Linked DNA regions of Mus musculus: all the other regions are linked to region 3. A link is a contact called in public Hi-C and HiChIP or PLAC-seq data. All regions are on one chromosome and are shown on one strand. Each heading gives the region's core, a stretch centred on a gene start, on an enhancer-like site or on the middle of the called end of the contact. The rest is flanking DNA. Distances are from core to core; before and after follow the strand shown. Region 1 has its middle 120 kb from the start of Gm34644. Region 2 holds the start of Gabrg2 (gamma-aminobutyric acid (GABA) A receptor, subunit gamma 2). Region 3 holds the start of Gabrb2 (gamma-aminobutyric acid (GABA) A receptor, subunit beta 2). Region 4 has its middle 43 kb from the start of Gm34644.

Region 1 (4,856 bases), core at 1,657-4,156, 330 kb before region 3:
TCTCAAGACCATAAACAGCCCTTGTGAGACTATTCTGTAAGTCTCTAATTCAATCTAGTACACTCCAATTACAAATGTATATGTTCTATTGGTTATGTGGTCCTGTTTTAACACAGCCAGCCTCTAAGTTGCAAGGACCAAGATACTCCCCTGGATATCCACAGATTGGGTCAAAAAAAGTATTATATTGTATGCTTTCTTTCCTTTGGTTTGTGCAGCTTAAAAATAATGAAAGAATTCTCATTTTTCTATCAAAGTGTGAGTGACACTTGAGGATGTTGTTCTTAGTGAAAGAGATCAACCCTGGAAATACTGAATGGGTTCATGTTGTGTGTACCATTGCAATACCCCATCTAAGCTCTGGAATCTGGCCATGCTACCAGCCACCACCCAACTTACTTTAAATCCGTGGATAACACACACACACACTCACACACACACACACACACACACACACACACACACAAGCACACACACACACACACACACGTTGCTCATTTTTCTCTTGTCTTTTGCTACTATCTCTTTAAAATTGTGCCCTTATAAATTTTTTATCTCTGCATTTCCCACCTACCCTAATTTTAGTTGTTCAGTTGAATCCAGTCCCTGTTAAACATATCTGACCACTGGCCAATAGGAGCAGCCTGTGTGGCCACTCCATTTTGAGATTGAGATCTCACATGGCTGGTCAACTTTTCTTCATCAGAAGCACGGCAAAGCTTGTCTTATCTCTTGCATCTGTCTCTCTTTTTTTTTCCCAGGGACCTAGAAGTTCTGCCTATTCCTTCCACCCAGCAATTGCCCCATGGCTTCTTTACTAACAGATCAAGAACTAATTGGAGAACAGGACAATATCAGAACCACCTGTACAGGTCTACCTTTATAAAGGACTGGTACCAATCAAATTTACAGAAATGGAAAGTAGAAATGCAGTTTCCAAGGACAGAAGAAAAGAAATCTGTAGCTAAGCACTACAGAGTTTCAGACAAAAAAATGTTTTGGAGGTGTGTTTTATACAGTGTTTAGTATACCTACTGCTTCTGAACATAAACAGAGTTAAAACACTAAGACCAATGATATATACTGTTGATCAAAATAAGTACCTCTGTTGTGTGGAGATTTGTTTTATTTTCTTGTGATGGTGGGATACAGTGGGACTAACTGACCGTATAGAATATGTCAGACAAAAGGAACATAGAATAGTATCAATGTGGGATGCCATCTTTGGTTGGAGGGGCAGTAAGGAAGCCAGCTTACCCACCTTTGCTTATAACATTGAATGCTGCACAACAGTTTACATTTTACCCAGATAGAACTCTATACAAAGAATCTGACTCTAAAGTCCATCACTTGTCTTATGGAATCCTTTCCTAGTCATGTGCTAGTTGTTGAAAATAAGGTATAAAGCAAGGTTGGACCGGCTCTTGATGCCTATGGGGTAGAGAAGCCACAGGGCAATGGCAGGGACTGCAGTTTGCTAAGGAGGGACTTAGTAAAAGGGACTAAGTTTACCTGCAAGGTCAGAGAGATCACTGTGAAGACAAAGGACCTTTTAGACAAGAGGTCAAGGGGTGAATGACTCTGAAATGAGTTAGGGGAATCGTATTTTGGGCATTAAGAGAATAACTCTATAAGCTCTAGGTCCATTGTATATGAGACATGGAAGCATGATAAAATGCCAGGAAAGGATGGTCAATGCATAGGGTGAGAGAGAATGTGAAGGGAGTTATCATAAGGTCATAGACGCTATTTCATGTCATTTTTATTTTAAAGTGAAGATTTTGATATGCCGCCCACCTGTAATCTCTGTTCTTTAATTTTCAGACAGAATTGATCTATATCAATTCATAGTCTGAGGCTTACTCTAGATTCTCATCAATGGCTCATGCACGTTCCGTTTTGATTGATCATTTTGTCAATTTAAAATAGAATAGCACTCTTGAGTCACGACCTATATTGTGAGACCTGTGACACAATAACAGCCTTCATTTGTTTATGATGTTTTCCTTAGCAAATACATCCCATACTCCTGTATAATTTTTCAGTTTAAACATCATATCAATTCAGAGTTTATTTGTTTTTTCTTTGGTTTATTATTTATATTCTATTCTCCTGTCTCAGTCTCTCAAATTCTATATGTTAACATAGTTGGTACTTTCTAAATTCTTCAACAGTAATTTTTGTTTGTTTGTGTTCTCGCTGCTTTGGGGGAAGTCTGGAGGGAAATAGCTCTGTAGGAGAGTAAGAGTATTTAAATTCCACCAGGAGAATGGTTCTCAAATTTTGATCATTCCCTCATAAAAGGCCAGTTAGCCTGTGTTCCTCAAGGCAGAACACTACAAGCATTTGGCTCACTGCCTGGTGGCAGGGAAATGTGTTCTCCGTGGAGACTCTGCTGTCATCCAGGGAAGCATACGTGGGTCTCACTGTGAGATGAGATCACTCACGTTCACTGAGGTATGCAGTCTCCAAGGGCTAGCATCAAGTAGGAGGGATGCTACATTTCTTCAAGTGGCTATTCATTCCCATTTTACTCCAACAAAAAGCTCTAAATTGGGAGCATGAAGAGAAATAAGAGGTTTAAGCAGTACCCACCTTCACTTATCAGTAATCCATATATGACTCTTCATAGAACACCTGTCACAGGTTCAGAAATAACTAAGATGGAGCTGATATAGGCAACACTACTGCAGGAAAGTGTAATGGAAATGGAGAGTAGACAAGCACATAAGACCAAGGAAGTAACAGAAAGAAACATGAGAGGAGAATTCAATGTAGCTTAAAGCAGTACAAATGCTCCCCAAACAAGACGACACAGGGAGATAGGGCTCAGAGTGAGAGGGCAGTGACCAAACGTAGGAATTCGCTCCTTGCTTGCCAGTTACCAGGGAGATTGCTGAGGGCTTCCAAGCTGCAGGCCCATCTGTCTTCTTCAATTCTAGGGCAAACCTCATTAGGATAAGGCAGCACCCTGTGTCTCCATCCTGCCCTCTGGGACCTCAGATCCCCATCTGGCAAGCTAAAGGAACAAGCATGTTTGCTCTGCCACAGGGCTTAGATTCTCTAGCTGTTTTTTTTTTTTTTCTTTTTCTGATAAAGAAAAAATGTGTTTTTTTTTTTTAATCTACTATTTGTTAACTTTTATTTGGTATTCCATGCTATGTTCTTCCTGCCTTAGGAGCTACACTAAACCCATTTCAGTGTGCTTGCTGAAAAAGCTAATAACTTCATTCTGCTGTAATTAAACTCTGAAAGGCAAATTCTTTTTCTTCATCATCTAACCTGGCAGGAGATCAAAACCATTCACCAGTCTTGAAGTCATTCTTTGGATACAGGATTGCCACTATGGGGCAGGGTTGTTCTGAAGGCTAATCGGACAGAGCTTGACAAGGAATTCTTCCCCCCCGCCCCCCGGGAGGAAATACATCAGAAGAGTATTACAAATCCAGAAATTATCTTTCCAGAGAAGAAAACATGCTATACAAAGACCCTAAGTCAATACAGTTTCTCATGTTGTGGTGACCCCCAATCATAAAATTATTTAATTTCTACTTCCTAACTATACTTTTGCTACTGTCATAAATCATAATGTAAATATCTGATATTCAGAATATCTTATATGCAACCAGCAAAGGGGTTTAAAAACACTGTCCTAGGTGAGGCCTGAGAATCATAACCTAAGTGTATTCAAGAAACATCCATGAGCATAAGGAGAGTTCACACCAGAACACCTGAAAGATCTCCAAGTGATGCATTCTCAGCTGAAGCATGGGAATTGTTTTAATTAAAGATCTGAAGATATAACTCTTTTCTTCTACTTCATCCATTCATTTATTCACTAAGTATGTATTGAGTGGTTACCCAATGCAAAGCTGTGATAGGCACTGGGGATATCACCTAAAACACTTCTTTTCTATGTCCTCACAGAGTTTGTACTTTATGATTGAGATTGCATTCTGAGAGGAGACACTGCCAAATACTCTTTTAGTATTAAGATTTGACACTTCTCAGGTACTTTCTCTAGCTCCTCCATTGGGAGCCCTGTGATCCATCCAATAGCTGACTGTGAGCATCCACTTCTGTGTTTGCTAGGCCCCTGCATAGTCTCACAAGAGACAGCTATATCTGGATCCTTTCAGCAAAATCTTGCTAGTGTATGCAATGGTGTCAGCGTTTGGAAGCTGATTATGGGGTGGATCCCTGGATATGGTAGTCTCTAAATGGTCCATCCTTTCGTCACAGCTCCAAACTTTGTCTCTGTAACTCCTTCCATGGGTGTTTTGTTCCCAATTCTAAGAAGGGGCACAGTGTCCACACTTTGGTCTTCATTCTTCTTGAGTTTCATGCCTTTAGCAAATTGTATCTTATATCTTGGGTATCCTAAGTTTTGGGCTAATATCCACTTATCAGTGAGTACATATTGTGTGAGTTCCTTTGTGATTGTGTTACCTCACTCAGGATGATGCCCTCCAGGTCCATCCATTTGGCTAGGAATTACATAAATTCATTCTTTTTAATAGCTGAGTAGTACTCCATTGTGTAAATGTACCACATTTTCTGTTGGAACAACATTATGAACTAACCAGTACCCCGGAGCTCTTGACTCTAGCTGCATATGTATCAAAAGATGGCCTAGTCGGCCATCAATGGAAAGAGAGGCCCATTGGACTTGCAAACTTTATATGCCCCAGTACAGGGGAACGCCAGAAGCAAAAAGTGGGAGTTGGTGGGTAGGGAAGTGGGTGGGAGGGTATGGGGGACTTTTGGGATAACATTGGAAATGTAAATGAGGAAAATACCTAATAAAAAGTATTAAAAAAAAGACGATGCAATTAAAAAAAAAAGATTTGACACTT
Region 2 (5,217 bases), core at 1,031-3,530, 420 kb after region 3:
GATTGAATCTGTCGCTTTTCCCTACAGATATAGCCTACTGGCCCACAATGTGCAATCTCATAATTTGCTTCTCTGAATATTGATCACAACCCACCAGTATTCTCACTGCTTCAAATTAAGATCAAATTTAAAATTTAACACAAATAACACTAACAACAGCAGAAGCAATAAATATAAATAGTATCATATAATGGCAGTTCCTTTTGTAGTTAAATGCAGGTGAGTGGTCATTTTCTTCATTTTTACATTCTAGTATATTTTTCAAATTTTAATATAATTTAATTCACATGTATGCATATAGACATGCATATAATTTATAATAAAATGAGCCTCATTTTATAAAGTAATGGATATAAACTTAATAAAATAGATAAGATGATTATGAAATAAGTTATTAAATAATATATTTTATGAGTATGAGATATGGCAATATCAGAAAACATCAAAATAGCTTAGTTCAAAGACTAGTCATCAGATAAGAAGATCCACTGAGGCACATTGAAGCCTACTAGTCAAAAATAGTACAATTAAAATTCTCTTAACATGTGAGAAGGCATTCTGTTAATTGAGGTTGATGATAATTTGTGGAGATTATTATGAACATTATCATTTGGTTGAAAGATTACTATTATGTGAAAATTTGTGACTGATAACAATCATTCTCTTGGGGTTCACTATGTGAGTGACTAATTGAATTTATCTGAGAAAGTACTTTGGAAATCCTGAAACGTCCCATAGGGGAAACGACAGATTCTTCCCACACAAGTACTTACATCATCTAGAAAAAATTAGCGAATTAGTGGGTTGCCTAACTGCTTGGTTGGCCACTTAGGATATTACATAAAACTCTCTTCACTCAATTTATTCTTGTAACTCTGATTGGAATTAAGTGACATGTGTATTCTGATAGCCACTCCAGTGGTTATGGGATCTAATATTTTTGTGATCTATAACTTGCCTCTTTCTTTCACATCACTTTTTTAAGCATCTATAAATATGCCTGTAAGCTTTATTCTTAATGCTATGGTGAAATTAGATATAGTCCTCAACAATGTGTAATTGTAGACTGTCTCTGACCTGAATAAACTGCATTTGTGAAGGGAAACCCTGGTCTACCTGATGTAGCTGAGTGAGAAACATTTCAATGAAAAGACATTTAAATTTGTTCTGCCAATGTTGAAATCACAGTGGGAAGAAATCCATTGACCTCATGTGAATGCTGTTTTTATTTTAATTGGATTTTGTCCCATGCAATGAAATAATTGAGCTTAAGGCTACTGTCATGCAGGTTTCCTTGATGTATCTAACAGAAGCAATCTCCTAGTCCTATGTCATAGGCAGAAGCCATCAACATTTTTTTCCCATTTTTCTCAGGTGTAATTTTGAAGGTAAGGATGGAACTGGGATCCTATTATCTTATGTTCAATTCCCACATTTTGGACTTCTTATTCAAATGCCATTCGTATAGCATGATCTTTTTTTCAGAGAAGGTTTGGTTTAGACATGGAGCACTGGCAGCTTTTATAAAAATGTTGAGACAATTACCTCCCCTGTGTCTTTTAATGAACATATTGCATATGAAATGCTGATTCTACAGGAAGTGGAAAGTGCTTTGCCATCTCCTGCCCCAGGATATGAGAGTATGGCCGATTAATTAGGGTAGAATAAGAAGAGAGTTCCTCTGTCCCTGTGGCTCATTTGATCAAGAAAGAAGAGTGTTAATACAGGGATTTCCAAGACGGATTCCAAAAACATGTAAAATTATTAAGAAAACGAAGGACAGAGCTTATAGAATTGACAGAAGTGTCTCCCATTGCCCAATCTCCCACTGCTTTACCCACTGGTACACACAGGCATAAGCAAACCAGGGCCCTATTTGGTGATCTTGGTTAAGCACCTATCTCCATGGAGCTGTGTTGGTTAGCATTCCAACAGATTGACTTTCTCCATGCCTTATTGTGTCAGTGTCTTTTGCTTCCCTTCAATTTACATGCACCAAACCCTTCTCTCAGAAGATGGTTTGCAAAGCACAGCTACTTTTTCTCACTGCTTGGTGCCCCTCCCCCACACGATGCAATGATTTAAGTTAATAACATTGTTCTCAAATAGGGCAAAACTAACCCTCTCTCTAGTAACTCTGTTCCTAGGAGTACTGAAGCATCTCTTTTTGTCCCGTGAATGGAAATCCTAGTCTGCTGCTACAGGAAAGGGTTAAAGAGTGCTGGCAAGAATTCACGCATGTGTTAATTCTTCCTGCAGACTCACATCTCTTCCACTTTGACCTCACAGTTAATCTGTGAGAGTTAATCAGGCAAAACCTCTACTGAGTGATTTTTTTTCCCACACAACAGAACCAGACAAAGAGAGCACAGCCCCATCTAAAAAGAAAGAAAAGAAAGAGAGAAAGAAAGAAAAAGAGCAAGTAGATAAACCTAAAAGGACCGACCCTTGGGAATTCCTGTTAGTGCACCGGGCATGAATGTGAGCGCCTTTCTGCTTCTCTCATTTGCCTTCCTGTGTACATCTCTGCGTGTACCATCCCCCTGCCTCAATTCTATTATCCTCTCAGACTTGGAAGCTGCTGCCTGAGCTGACGCTTTGATGGTATCTGCAAGCGTTTGTACTGATCTTTATTTCTGCCCCCTGAATATTAATTTTTAAGCTGGTAGCAATACATCTCTGAGTGACGGGACCTACTAGAGGCAGGTGGGGGGAGCCGGCATCAAATCATCAGCATAATAATAATACAAAGGGGAGGGATTCTTCTGCAACCCAGAGGCGAGAGGCGAGAGAAAAAAAAAAAGCGATGAGTTCGCCAAATACATGGAGCATTGGAAGCTCAGTCTACTCTCCTGTATTTTCACAGAAAATGACGCTGTGGATTCTGCTCCTGCTATCGCTCTACCCAGGGTAAGATGGGCCGTTTTCAGCGTCGTTTGGCTCTAGAGAGATGTGGGGGAGATAAAAGGTTGTGGAAGCAGGGAGACCACCCAGATTTGAGACACTCTTTTGGAATTTAAGCGTCACAATTTAGGGAAGAGTGACTATATAGGGTAGCAGAGAGACGGAAGAGAGAGGAAGGACATATTGGTTTATTTGTTAATGAACTAGGTTTTATTTGTTTGTGTTTTGTTTCAAAGAGCTTAAGCTCGTTTCATAGACTCCGTGTTCGGGGAATAGGTTTTGAATTTGCTGCAATCTGATATGAAGTGGGTTGTGCTTGCACACGCCGGCATTTGAGGCCATATTGAAGGCATTTGGGTGGGGGGTCTGGAAGAGAAAATTACAAATGGGGTCCTGGCGAACACAAGCGTGATCTGTGTGAGGGAGGATTGGGGGCGGGGACAGAGCTGTTTTTATTATACACTACAGTCTTCTTTGGTCCTGCACCTGAGCTTTCAGTCAGCCAGGTTTTCTATCCAGCCTCATTGACCCGGCAGCTGAATCCCAGTGAGGCAAACACGATTCAGCACCAAGGACAGCGGTCCAGCTAAGGGCCTTATGGAAAGAGGCTTGTCAAACCATGCAGCAACCCTAAATCTACAAAGGACATCCATGTAGTCAGGCCACTGGGCCAAAATACAGCAGAGAAGCCTGGGGACCCAGCACGGGTTAATGTTACTCCTACCTTCAGATGGGAGGGGGACTACTGCACATGAGGTACTGAATATAGTTCAATGAATGTATAGGAAATATATCTGGAGCAGAGTTGGCCTGGTTGCAGACTTATAAAAAAACGTGCTCATCCAAGTAAATTCAGTGTCCAAATTGTGAAGTATGCATGAGTGATTTACAGTCTTCCTGCACAAACAAAAGTGGGGCGAACTGGCTGAACTTCTGAGGATGGGTGATCCCAGAAATGTGTTTCCTCTAGATTATTAACTACTTCCCTGAAGTAAGCCTATGAGAGCAGAATCTCTCCATGCACAGATCACCACACTTCTATCCATGGAAGTAGCCCTCACCACATTACAGTTTCCAACGAGAACTAACAGCAGGCTGGACGTCCACATTTTCCATGGCATGCACTTCTGTATTAACATTTTGAGACAAACCACTATACAAACTACTCCAATGGTTGTGGCCTCCCCAACTTCTGATAAAGGAATCTATGGGAAATATCAAGACACTACACCAAAGTTTTCTTGGAAGGTGATGTAGTACTTATAACAACAACAACAACAACAATAATAAGCTTTGTTGCAGATATCTATACATTTTTCTGTCCTTCTTTCTCTAGTATTGGTGATAGAACACATTGATTTTGGACACAGAAGAGAGTCAAGCAAAGCAAAGAGTAATATCTCCACTTTCTCAATTCAGGCAGGCAGCCTGTGCTTAGCTCTTACCCCTTCGCCACTTTTCTTGTTTGTTTGTTTGTTTGTTTGTTTGGTCCCCCTCCCCTTGGCAATAGACACTGAGTACAGTAGATAGTTTCATTAAGAACTACAGGTTGAAGAAGTTGTACCAGAAGAGGAGAGAAACACTGGGAATAATATCAAAAGTCATAAACCATAGTAAAACCATTAAAATATTTTCTATTCAAAATCTCCACATATTTTCCTATCATATTTATGAAAGTTAGTAAACTTTGTTTTGGGAATCAGAGCATCAATAAATTGAGTCTATCTTCCCTGTATTTCTTCAACCCATGAAACCTGTGGAATAAAATCTAGACCAGGCAGGAGAGAATGTATCTGTTTTTCTTATTCCCATTCATCTTAGTAAACACTTTGTAACTGACTGCCTGAGTATATTCTTATGTATTTCACCTCCAAACATTCTATTTTAACCCAAAAATATTACATTATTATTGCACGTGATGCAAATGTATTTAAGATAGTTTTTCTCTAACAACTCCACTTTTTGAATAAATTTTCATCTAAAAACTGAAACTTGATGTTACTTGATTTTATTATCTTGCAATCGTAAGAGCAGCTTAGATGGGCTTTAACAGAATTTTAAATGATGGATTTATGCGTTACAAGAATTCCAGACAGATAGTTTTTGTATCCTCACAGTAAGGTTAGAAGAAGTAACTACTGTAGTTTGGTTCAGTGTATGTGATCAGAGTTCAATTTGCTGCAGTTCCATAAATGATTTGAATGGCTGAGCATGCCATTAATCTCTAAAGTTGGTTCAGAGGTTCATGAGAGTGGTTACAATGATATTGAAAAAAAACGAGATTCTAAGGGTCTGTGTTGTAAACAATAGCAG
Region 3 (4,851 bases), core at 91-2,590:
AGGGCTGGGTGGAATCCCGACATGAGCCACTTTAAACCATGGCCAGAACTCTTCTAAAGTAGATGGGCACAGAGAGTTGAAGCCACCTCTCAGCCAACCGCCTGCACACTGTGTCCTCAAAAATACTCACATTATAAGACATCCCCGGCTGGGCACACTGTTAACTAAACTTAAGAGGTTTGTATCTCAAGAAACCTCAGACTGGGAACAAAGATGTATCACGGTGAAGGAGAACGAGAGCGGTTACAAAGTCTGGTCACACTCTAAGGGGGTCTTCTTGAAAGACCTCTCAAGTGCTGGACAGAAACTGGCTTAAGTTTGGATCTGTTTCTCAGCAAGGTAAAATAGGAAAACATTCTATACATCACATGCGCCCACAACTAAGGAGAGGAAAGAGAGTGCACACAAAGCCCAAAAGACAGCTTGGGCTGGAGCTGGGCTGTTTCTTATTTGCAAGGCAATCCCATTACCTCCAAAATCTGGTCTCAGACGAATGTCATAGCCTTTCAACAGTCTGTCCACCGTCTCTTTAACCAGCGACATATTACTAGGGTCATTGACACTAAAGAAAAAAATGACAATAACCAGGAATGAATAAAGAAGACAGCACGGCATCTTCAACAGCCCTGCTCACAGAGAGGTATGCAGACAGAGCCCTGACAAGTGAGAAAGGAAAGGGACACTTACCTCTGAGCACAGACAGCGGCGATTATTAAGGGAAATGACCAAATCCCAAAGTAGCCCCTTTTCCGGACTCTCCACATCCCTTTAGGTTCTGGTGGGATTGAGGGATTCACTGAAGAGAGGAGATCCAACTTAGTCTGCCCAGTGCAGTAATTCTAATGTGGAGCGCATGCGCACGGCGTACCAAAACATCAAAGGGGCAGCGGCGGCTGCCGGGGACCGAGATTTCCTTGTTTAAAAAAATTAAAGGGGAAAAAGGAAAAGAAGCATATATATGTGTAATATGTACATGTTTGAATAATATTAAACTACTACCCCAGAAATGCATCCAGAGTAAAATCTTCGTTGGTTTTTTTTCTTTCTTTCTTTAAGACAAAAGCAACCAGAGCGTCTGGTAAGTTTCTGTTCTAGGAGGTAGTTGCACCTCACGACGTGGTGGGATTTTAGAGAGAGGGAGAGAGAGAGAGAGAGAGAGAGTGTGTGTGTGTGTCCCCTTAAATATTAAAAAGAAAAATAGGAGTAGGGTGTAGGGAGGAAGATTGGTTCCTGAAACCCTTCTCCTCCCGGTCTAAGCCAGTTGAAAGGGGCAAGGAGTTGAACTTTATTTCCTTAAGAATAGCAATCCCCTGCCTGGGACAAGCGGAGGAGGTGGGGGTGGGGTGGGAGCGCTAGGGGTGGGGAGGGGAGCAGTGGGAACCAGAGTCCGAGGAGGAGAAAAAAAACCAATGGGAGGAGTGCTGAGCAAACGTTGGATTTTGAGCGAGGGGGGGTGGGGGTGGGGAGTGGACTGTGAATATGAAAGAATCGGAATGGCTTTGAGAAGAAAGGGGAAGGATACAGGAATCCAAAGATGCTCGTTTTTCCTGGGAGTCAAGGGGCGAGCTTTTTCTTCACTACTCACGAGTGATTTCTTTCTCTTCCTCCTGCTCCCCCTTTGCCCCCTGTTCCCTGGGAAGAAAACCTCGGGGTCCTGGTTTCTGGCGCTGTGACGCTCCTGACCCGCTAGTCCAGCTATTTATAGCAGGAGGGGGAGGGGGCGAGGGGAGCAGTCAGGCAAAGGCTTCTCTGGGTTTGGGTCTGACTCTGCACTAGGAAATTATAAGTGGTCAGGATGAGGTGTGTGTGTGTGACTGAAGAACAAAAGAAGTGGGGGCGTGAGGGACAGAGGGTGACAGGCGTTCCAGCACAGGTGCGGGGCCAAAAGGCATCCAGTGCGAGGGCGGGTTGCGGGGTGGGATGCGCTCCTCTGGCCCCCCACGCCTCGCGGACGCACGCGCACCGCGCGCGCGCGCGCGCGCACACACACACACACACACACACACACACACACACACACACACACAGACACACACGAGACACGTGCATTCACAGTCCTTGCCACCCACCACTCCTTACCTCACCAGCAGGAGCTCGCCGCCCACTACTGTGGCCCAACGGAGCTGCACCACTGCCGCTCTGCTCTGGACAGTTGAAGCTGCACCTCTGCGTCCAAACCCAGTGGTTCACAGAAGACAGGCACAATGAAGGAACCCCGAGACCGTTTGAGCCACCAAATCACCTATCTACACACCACAATTTTCCCTCATCCCTTTCCTAGCCCAAGGGGACCCAAGGCTGCCCCCTTCCCTCCAGCTCCAGGCTCAACACGGACACCAGATCCAGACTCATTTCATAGGAAAAATCATTTCCTCTGCTTGGGGCTCGCTGGAGGAGGGGAGGAGTTGCGGGGGGGGGGGGGGGAAGAGGATGCCGAGAGCACCGGGACTGGGATGCCCTAGAGTCGTGTTCCTCGTTTTATCCTGAAGACAGGGAGGGAGTACAGCAGGTGCATCAACTACCCTGGCACTCTTTGATGAAGAGGTAGAAAGGCAGAACTCAACACTGGGTCCTGGACCCCAGTATCCAACCTAAATCTACTACTGAGCCTTGTCATTTACCGAGAGTCCCTACCATGTGCAGAAAGCCGCGCTTAAAGCAATATTAGCTCAAAGTTGACTCCTTAGTGACCCCATTTTACGGGTTTAGAAACTAGCACATCGATCGGAGGAACATGTCCAAGGTCATTTCTGTGGAGAAGGGTGGAAAGTGAGTTGTGCTTATAAAGCAGTGTTTCTAACCCTTAGACTAGACTACCTCAACTCTTAAAGTTCAGAACCTCACACTCTGCTAGCTCTCTGCTGCCACGCGGGGGACCTCCAAGCGCCCACTGCGCCTGTGGGATGGGAAAGCTCACAGATTACAACAGACTGGTGGTCCAGCAGGTCTCTCTGGTGAGAGCAGAGACCAGATCCCCAGGGATCGCAGCTAGCTTGGTGCTACAAGATTCCAACTGAAGGCTTTTTAGTCTCCACTGTGACCACGTTCAGCTTCCCCTTTTGACCCACATAGTACAAGACACCCCTACCCCCACTTCCATCCCCTTGCGCGCATCTCAGGAAATTAAGAGTTATTATTCTGGGGCAGTTTAGAGAGGTGACTCCAAGGGAACTGTGGAGAAGGGATGGTTGCCAGCAGGAATCTGATAGTTTCCCTAGGGCAGAAGACAAACCAAAGGGAAATAATCTGGGGAAGTTTCTAGGTTAAAGACAGGTAAAACATAGCACCATAAACACAGAGCAGATGCATCACTGCAGGACTATCTGCAAGGCTGGAGGCTTACATGAGAATGCGCGCGCACACACACGCACACAAACACACACACACACGCACACGCACACACACACACACGCACACGCGCACACACACACACACACACACACACACACACACACACACACACTCACGCACGCGCACGCACGCACACGCGCACACACGCACACACACGCACACACTGGTGTGGGGCAGAGGCACCTTTTGCTGACTTCCTTTTCTTTGCTCTTACAGTAATAGTAACATTCAAGACCAATGTAATGAAAAGAGAAAAATATGTTTCAATAACCAAAAGATTCCCAAAGTAGTTAGCCAATAATTTGATCAAGTCTTAGAAAATTCCTTTATCTCCAAAAAAACATCTCCAAATACAGACTTCTTTCTATTAATTAATCCTCTTATCCATCCATCACGTTCAGGAAGGTTTTCTAGTTTGGGCTGAAAGTATGAAATTCAGGAAACAAAATAAATCACAAAATTCTCTCACATCCATCCAAAATAATAATAGTAATGCATTAAATGATTAAATAAGTGCATATTGAAAATCTATTAAGAATGGGTCTTCTCAGACACCTAGAAATAGCTGCAAGACACTGATGCTTCTAAACTGTGGTCTCCTTTATTTATCTAAGTCTAGATAAATGTTAATACCGTTTTCTCCATTGGGTTAATGCTGAATGATGTAATCACTTGAGTAGCATTTGTCATGTGATTAGCACATATTAGCAGTCTTTAATGAATGGATACAAAAGCAAACAATGTGGAGTGGCAGTCATCTTTAAAGACTGGAAGAACACAGATCGGATGCAATTATTATAAATTTGCCTGAGGAGAATAAAAGAGCAGCCATTTGGAGAAAATCAAAAGAGCCTTTTGAAGGATGAGAAAACAGAATGTCAGAAGAGGGAAGGAGACCATTTGCCTCTATGTGGTAGCTCCCGGGGACATCTCTTATCCTTGACTCCAGGGACTAATATTAAAAATACACTTATTCTAGTTATAAGACGTAAGATGGGCATGCCTAAAATAGATCGTACTCCTGAGACTCTCGGGAAGATCTGCTGGTATAGCTACTTAAGAAAATACAAAACTGGAAAAGGAAAAAAAAAATCTCCTTAATCTGAAGTTATATGGACCCATGGAGAGCTTGGTTTTATAGTCATCTCTGAGTCTCTAGTATGTAGATGTGAAGTAGCAACAACCATCCACTGTCTATCACTCTTCTCTTTGTGTACTATTTATTCATCATTATGGATAAATGTTATTTGATCAGCAATGACCACAATCATCTGAAGACAGATATGCCCCTCACCCTCTTGGAATGTATATTCTAATATGGCAAATGATGATCATAGAAATAATTGCAAGCTGAACACATGAAAATGAAATGGTCTCTAATGTTTAATGCTTACTCACTCTGAGGCTGTAGGTAAAACTTGTAACTGAAGAAACGATTCACATCATGAAATTTGAAAGGTAAGCTATCCTTGGGCTGGAACTAAACAAAAACTGCCTTTC
Region 4 (5,258 bases), core at 636-3,135, 500 kb before region 3:
GACCATCGAACCAAAGATAAGAACTCCTCTCTGCTCTACTCTCCACCTCACTCTGTGTTCTACTTGTCTGCCATACTGGGTTCTGAAGAATCTGCTGTCATCTGATAATCTCTACATTTTCTTAATTGTGAGAAAGTAATATCTGTTCTGCTTTTCTTTGTTCATAGCTACATGCATTGAACCACAATAAACTCTGATCACAGTGAATGATTAAAACATATCATTTATTAAAATGCACGGCAGGTAAATGAGCTGTAAGCCTAGTGCAACAAAGTGTGGTTTTCATGGAGAAAGAATGAGTGAGTGAGTGTGTGTGTGTGTGTGTGTGTGTGTGTGTGTGTGTGTGTGCATGTGTGTGTGAGTGAGTGAGAGAGTCCAAGGAAAGCTGAGTAAGTGGTTCAGGAGGTTTGAGGACAAGATGAGGTGATAGTTCTGCCAAGAGCTAGTCCTGATTTGCCTCTCTTCCCATAGTCTATATGGTGGATGTTGGATTAAAGCTTTATATGGAGGTCCCAGCTCATGGGCTTCATAGCACATAATTGTGCCTCTGACCTCTGACCACTGACCAATCATATTAATTGACAAATCCCCATCTTGGAAACACTAGAAAGGAGGTACCTAGAGGGAAGTTTAAAATTTCTTCTTCCTTATAAACAGTTGTTTTAAAGGCCTAGAAAAAGTCTTGAGAAAGTGATTCAGTAGGGAAGTCATAATTTTTCACTTTTCCTCAATGACAATTGATGATCCATGAATAGAGCTGGGCTTCTTTTTCAGTATCAGTATGTATTCTATGCAAATGAACAGGTCCGTAGCAGTCATCTATCAGTGATGCCATGATATACCAGACTGTATACACATATGGCACTGTAAAAATGCCAGGAGAGGGCTGGAGAGATGGCTCAGTGCTTAAGAGCACTGACTGGTCTTCCAAAGATTCTGAGTTCAAATCCCAGCAATCACATGGTGGCTCACAACCATCTGTAATGGGATCTGATACCCTCTTCTGGTCTGAAGACAGATATAGTATACTTATATACATAAAATAAATAAATAAATCTTTTTTAAAAATGTCAGTCAGGAGAATTGTTGTCATTGGTTCTTGAAGAAAGTCAAAGATTCAAAGCAAAAGCCTGGCCATAGCAGCTGCACGGGTCTAGCAAACAGAGCACTGGATAGTTTCTGACCTTTTTCTGACATTGCCTTCCCTATCTAATTTTTCACTTTACAAATCCACTGGGCAAGGGAGAATGAAGATAAAAGGTACAGTTGAACCTGCATGGTTTAGGGATAGGGCAGGCTTAAGGCTTCTGTGATTATTATTGGGGTACTGTACATGCAATGGTGAAGGATAGGCTCGTATAATGCTTTGGCTGTATGAGATCTTCCATGAATGGGTGAAACCCTGTTTTCTTCATCTTGATCTATTATTTCTTAAAACATGGGCTACTTATCAGAAACCACCCCCTTTTTCTCATTGAACATATGACAGTTACTAATAAGAAGACATACAGGAAGAAAAAAAATCAGCAACTAGGAATGTTCCATCCACCTTCTTCTCTCACTGTTGCTCCTGTGGCCTTTTGACATTGGAATAAGACATTTTCATCTACAAAGTTGAAGCCACACAACTGAGGTATCAAAAATATTGTAGAATATATCTTAATGTTTTAAAGTAACTTTATGACTTTTTTAGAAATTTGGATTGAAATAGTATCTAACCTGGACTGCATGATGCTTGCAGGTCATACATGGCTGCTGGACCACTCAATCTGCTATGTTCTTGAACTTGGCCTTGAATTAGCCTCCCCTGGAGACCTGCTGGTCAGGTTAAAAATAAGAGTTTGAAGTGTAACAGATGAAGGTTTTACAAAACACATGTTCAGAGAAGCGGGGGGCCTCAGCTTAAGTGGAGTCAACACAGGCTCCTGGCTAGGCTCAGATCAAAGGGATTAGGCTTAAGATTGTCTGGAAGGTCACGTCACTTATGTGAGGATGTAACTGCACATCTTCACATTAACTTCTAGGACTTTTCATTTCTTTTGCCATGTGGAATGTTTTCTTTCTTTCTTTCTTTTTTTTTTTCTGCAGATACTCCTGTGATCTGTTGGGATGAGTCCCCTTCTGGCACTCACAAGTATATATTTTATCTCTCTCCTGAGCCATCTCCTGTGCTGAAATGATCTTGAGACTAATACTGGCAGCTGGTCCCATGTGGTGCCACTCTTGGTACTCACAGAGATTCTCATGTTGAATTTCTTCCTGCAGCTTTTACTCCTGGGGGTGGAGGCAATATCTGCCAGGTGACATGGGTAGAACAGATGGCCTCTTTTTTCTTTGTGATTCCTATTTCAAGTCAGGTCTTGTTGCTCTGATGCCATGTATGTCAGAAGCCATGTCCCCTGAATGAGAAACTTTACTCCTAAACTCTGATCTACTCTGGAAAAATTTATTTTACCTGCAATTAAAATTCTTAATATATTTGTTTTATTAAGTAAAAATTACATATTACAAATTCTAAAATTGTATGGAATGTCACATTAAAACAAACAAACAAACAAATAAATGTCTCTTATATGAATCTCTTATGAGAGACAAGAACTAATAAAATTTCTGTTTTCATTTTTTTCTTTCGTTCCTGTGGAACTAGAGATTGGATTGAACCCAGGATCCTAAGAATGCTCACAAACTCTACATGTAAAAACTGAACTGCAGCTTCAGATCTTAATCCCTCTATCTCTCTCCTGCCTGTATTTCTCTCTATATATATATCTATATCTATATCTATATCTATATCTATATCTATATCTATATCTATATCTATATCTATATCTATATCTATATCTATATCTATATCTATATCTATATCGATATCGATATCGATATCTATATCTATATCTATATCTATATCTATCTATCTATATATATATATATATATATATAATGTGTGTATCTGAAGATCTATCTATCTATTATCTATCTATCTATCTATCTATCTATCTATCTATCTATCTATCTATCTATTATCTATCTATCTATCTATTATCTATCTATCTATCTATTATCTATCTATCTATCTATCTATCTATCTATCTATCTATCTATTATCTATCTATCTATCTATTATCTATCTATCTATCTATCTATCTATCTATCTATCTATCTATCTATCATCTATCTATCTATTATCTATTATCTATCTATCTATCTATCTATCTATCTATCTATCTATCTATCTATCTATCTATCATGTATTTATGTATATCTATTCTTTTTTAATAATTCTGACAATAGGTGTAACACTTCAAAGACTACTCTAAAACTACTTTAAAAATAAAATATTATATTATTTTGTGTGTAAACGTGTCTTGCCTGCATGTATTTGTGTTTACCACGTGCAGCCTGGCACTCACTGAGGTCAGAAGAAGGTGTAAGTTACCTTGGGACCAGAATTACAAATGGTTGTAAACAGTCATATGATTCTGGAAATCATATGACTCTGAAAGAGTAACAAGTATTCTTGACTGCTGAGTGAACTCTCCAGCACAAGCTTTTAATTTTTCTTCACTATATATTTTATAGACTGTGTCACAGAACTGTGAATATTCTTATAACATTGTCCTTTCATTGACCACATGTTTTGTCACACAAAGTACCACAGTTTGCTCCATCAGGCCCTTATAAATGGGCATTTGAGTTACTCCTTATATTACTACTTTTGCTGATACAAGCCTATTTCAGTTCTGCATAGATTTAATACTTTTAAGAGCTCCTTCTCCTTAGTGCAATGCCTAGTGATTTTTTTTTTGCTGTCTTATTTTGCTTTATTTCTTTTATACCACTAAATCTTATTTGCTATCACTCATTTATTCCTACTTTAATTTCTTCCATATGGGAATGTCACAGGAATAGAAAAATCTCTCTCTCTCTCTCTCTCTCTCTCTCTCTCTCTCTCTCTCTCTCTCTCTCTCTGTGATGCCAACATCAAAAAGAGAGCAGAGCACAAATAGATACTTATTAAATATTTGTTGATACATTTTATAAATGACCCTCCATTTTCCTGGTGGAACAACTTTGGCTTAGTATAGCTAAAAACTGTGACATACACTAGAATCAGAATGTCACAAACAGATGTAAAGAAAAGGCAGATCGTAGGCATTTATTTTTGATCAGTGCCTTAGTATTGTCACCAAGATCCAAGGTTGTCTTCCATTTTAGCTTTTCCTCTTCAGAATAGGATTCATTGCATAGAAGGTCCTATGAGCAGTGGTGTATGCACAATTTACATTTCTTGCTCTCACATGTGGTAGACTCTAGAGGGAAATGGTAGTCAACAGAGATCTGTTTCTTTTCTAGTGATAATGAGTTTTTCCCCAGGAGTATACAGAAGATTGTCTTCTCATGTAGAATAGCCAGATGAGTGACACATATATGCCAGATCAATAATCAATTCACTAGAAAGCTACAAACAGCCTATCATATGATGTCTAGGCCCCACCTCTTAAAGGTTCTGCCACCTTCCAATAGTGCTGGACGATGATGATCAAGCCTTCAACACATGGGTCTTTGGGGTTCACTGACCCAAGTTATAACACTTTGATAAGAGTAGAGTGTACTGTGGTTATTCTAATGCCTTTGACTACTGTGCCATGTTATAGCATTTCACTTTCTTTATTCCCCTTTCTCTTGGGCATGCCAAACTGTAACCATCCGAAGGTCTTTGAACTTAACTTCAAGTTTGCCACATGATTTTATCCATTGCATTAGTCACCTGCATGTTATATCTTCCAAAGATCTTCCTGAAGCAGTACAACTAACATGAAATACCCATTGTTAATTAACTAACATTTTGTTTTAATGTCTTTACATTTTACTTTATATGGAAAGATGCTTTGTTCAACTTATGAGTGCTTAATTAATGTTCATTGACAACAATGCCAAACTTCATTATTTTTCTTATATGTGTGTTATGCATGAATGTGTGTGTGTGTGTGTGTGTGTGTGTGTGTGTGTGTGTGTGTGTAGTCATGAACTTGATATCTGGAGTTTTCCTCGATCATTGATCATTTCTCACTTTATTCTTGGAGGCAGAACCTCTCAGTTGAAGCAAGAATACATCCATATGAATAGCCAAGCTAGTTAGCTGCTTCAGAGATCAGTGTCTCCGCTTTCAGAGGACTGATACTATAGGGAGCATCCATACCCACAGGACACTTATGTGGGTTATGAGGATCTAAACTCTAGCCCTCATGCTTGCATGG

The links. Hi-C and Micro-C count contacts between places; a contact is called where the count stands out from the background. HiChIP or PLAC-seq counts read pairs in DNA pulled down with a chosen protein or histone mark.
Region 1: a contact with region 3 is called in a Hi-C map of cerebellum, with 4 times the contacts expected there. The contact joins the enhancer-like site here to the promoter of Gabrb2 in region 3. A contact is called at or near these places in 1 of 39 promoter capture datasets (trophoblast stem cells) and 5 of 484 Hi-C or Micro-C datasets (brain, cerebellar granule neurons and cerebellum).
Region 2: a contact with region 3 is called in an H3K4me3 HiChIP or PLAC-seq map of forebrain, with 3 times the contacts expected there. The contact joins the promoter of Gabrg2 here to the promoter of Gabrb2 in region 3. A contact is called at or near these places in 6 of 39 promoter capture datasets (embryonic stem cells, hippocampal neurons, liver and 2 more), 3 of 484 Hi-C or Micro-C datasets (cerebellum, cerebral cortex and forebrain) and 1 of 115 datasets of contacts at active chromatin or transcription factors (forebrain).
Region 4: a Hi-C map of cerebellum shows a contact between it and region 3, with 3 times the contacts expected there. The contact joins the enhancer-like site here to the promoter of Gabrb2 in region 3. A contact is called at or near these places in 1 of 39 promoter capture datasets (hippocampal neurons) and 4 of 484 Hi-C or Micro-C datasets (cerebellar granule neurons, cerebellum and cerebral cortex).

Annotation. Positions count from the first base shown.
Region 1 is chr11:42,753,156-42,758,011 of GRCm38.p6, reverse strand. No RefSeq gene overlaps it. Among named protein-coding and RNA genes, the nearest start is that of Gm34644, 120 kb to the left of the region's middle. Within about 2 kb of position 2,906, at least 8 of the 459 cell types and tissues checked have an H3K27ac peak or open chromatin away from gene starts, as enhancers often do. A contact at or near this core is called in cerebellar granule neurons and cerebellum, where this site is marked.
Region 2 is chr11:41,997,920-42,003,136 of GRCm38.p6, reverse strand. It overlaps Gabrg2 (gamma-aminobutyric acid (GABA) A receptor, subunit gamma 2), which reads left to right and starts at 2,280. Exons shown (of 10, transcript NM_008073.4): 1 at 2,280-2,910. The coding sequence starts at 2,807.
Region 3 is chr11:42,417,263-42,422,113 of GRCm38.p6, reverse strand. Gabrb2 (gamma-aminobutyric acid (GABA) A receptor, subunit beta 2) reads right to left here and starts at 1,340. Exons shown (of 9, transcript NM_001362647.2): 1 at 688-1,340; 2 at 471-562. The coding sequence starts at 764. It overlaps Gm34591 (a long non-coding RNA gene), which reads left to right and starts at 899. Exons shown (of 3, transcript XR_388590.4): 1 at 899-1,078.
Region 4 is chr11:42,913,603-42,918,860 of GRCm38.p6, reverse strand. No RefSeq gene overlaps it. Among named protein-coding and RNA genes, the nearest start is that of Gm34644, 43 kb to the right of the region's middle. Within about 2 kb of position 1,885, at least 2 of the 459 cell types and tissues checked have an H3K27ac peak or open chromatin away from gene starts, as enhancers often do. A contact at or near this core is called in cerebellar granule neurons and cerebellum, where this site is marked.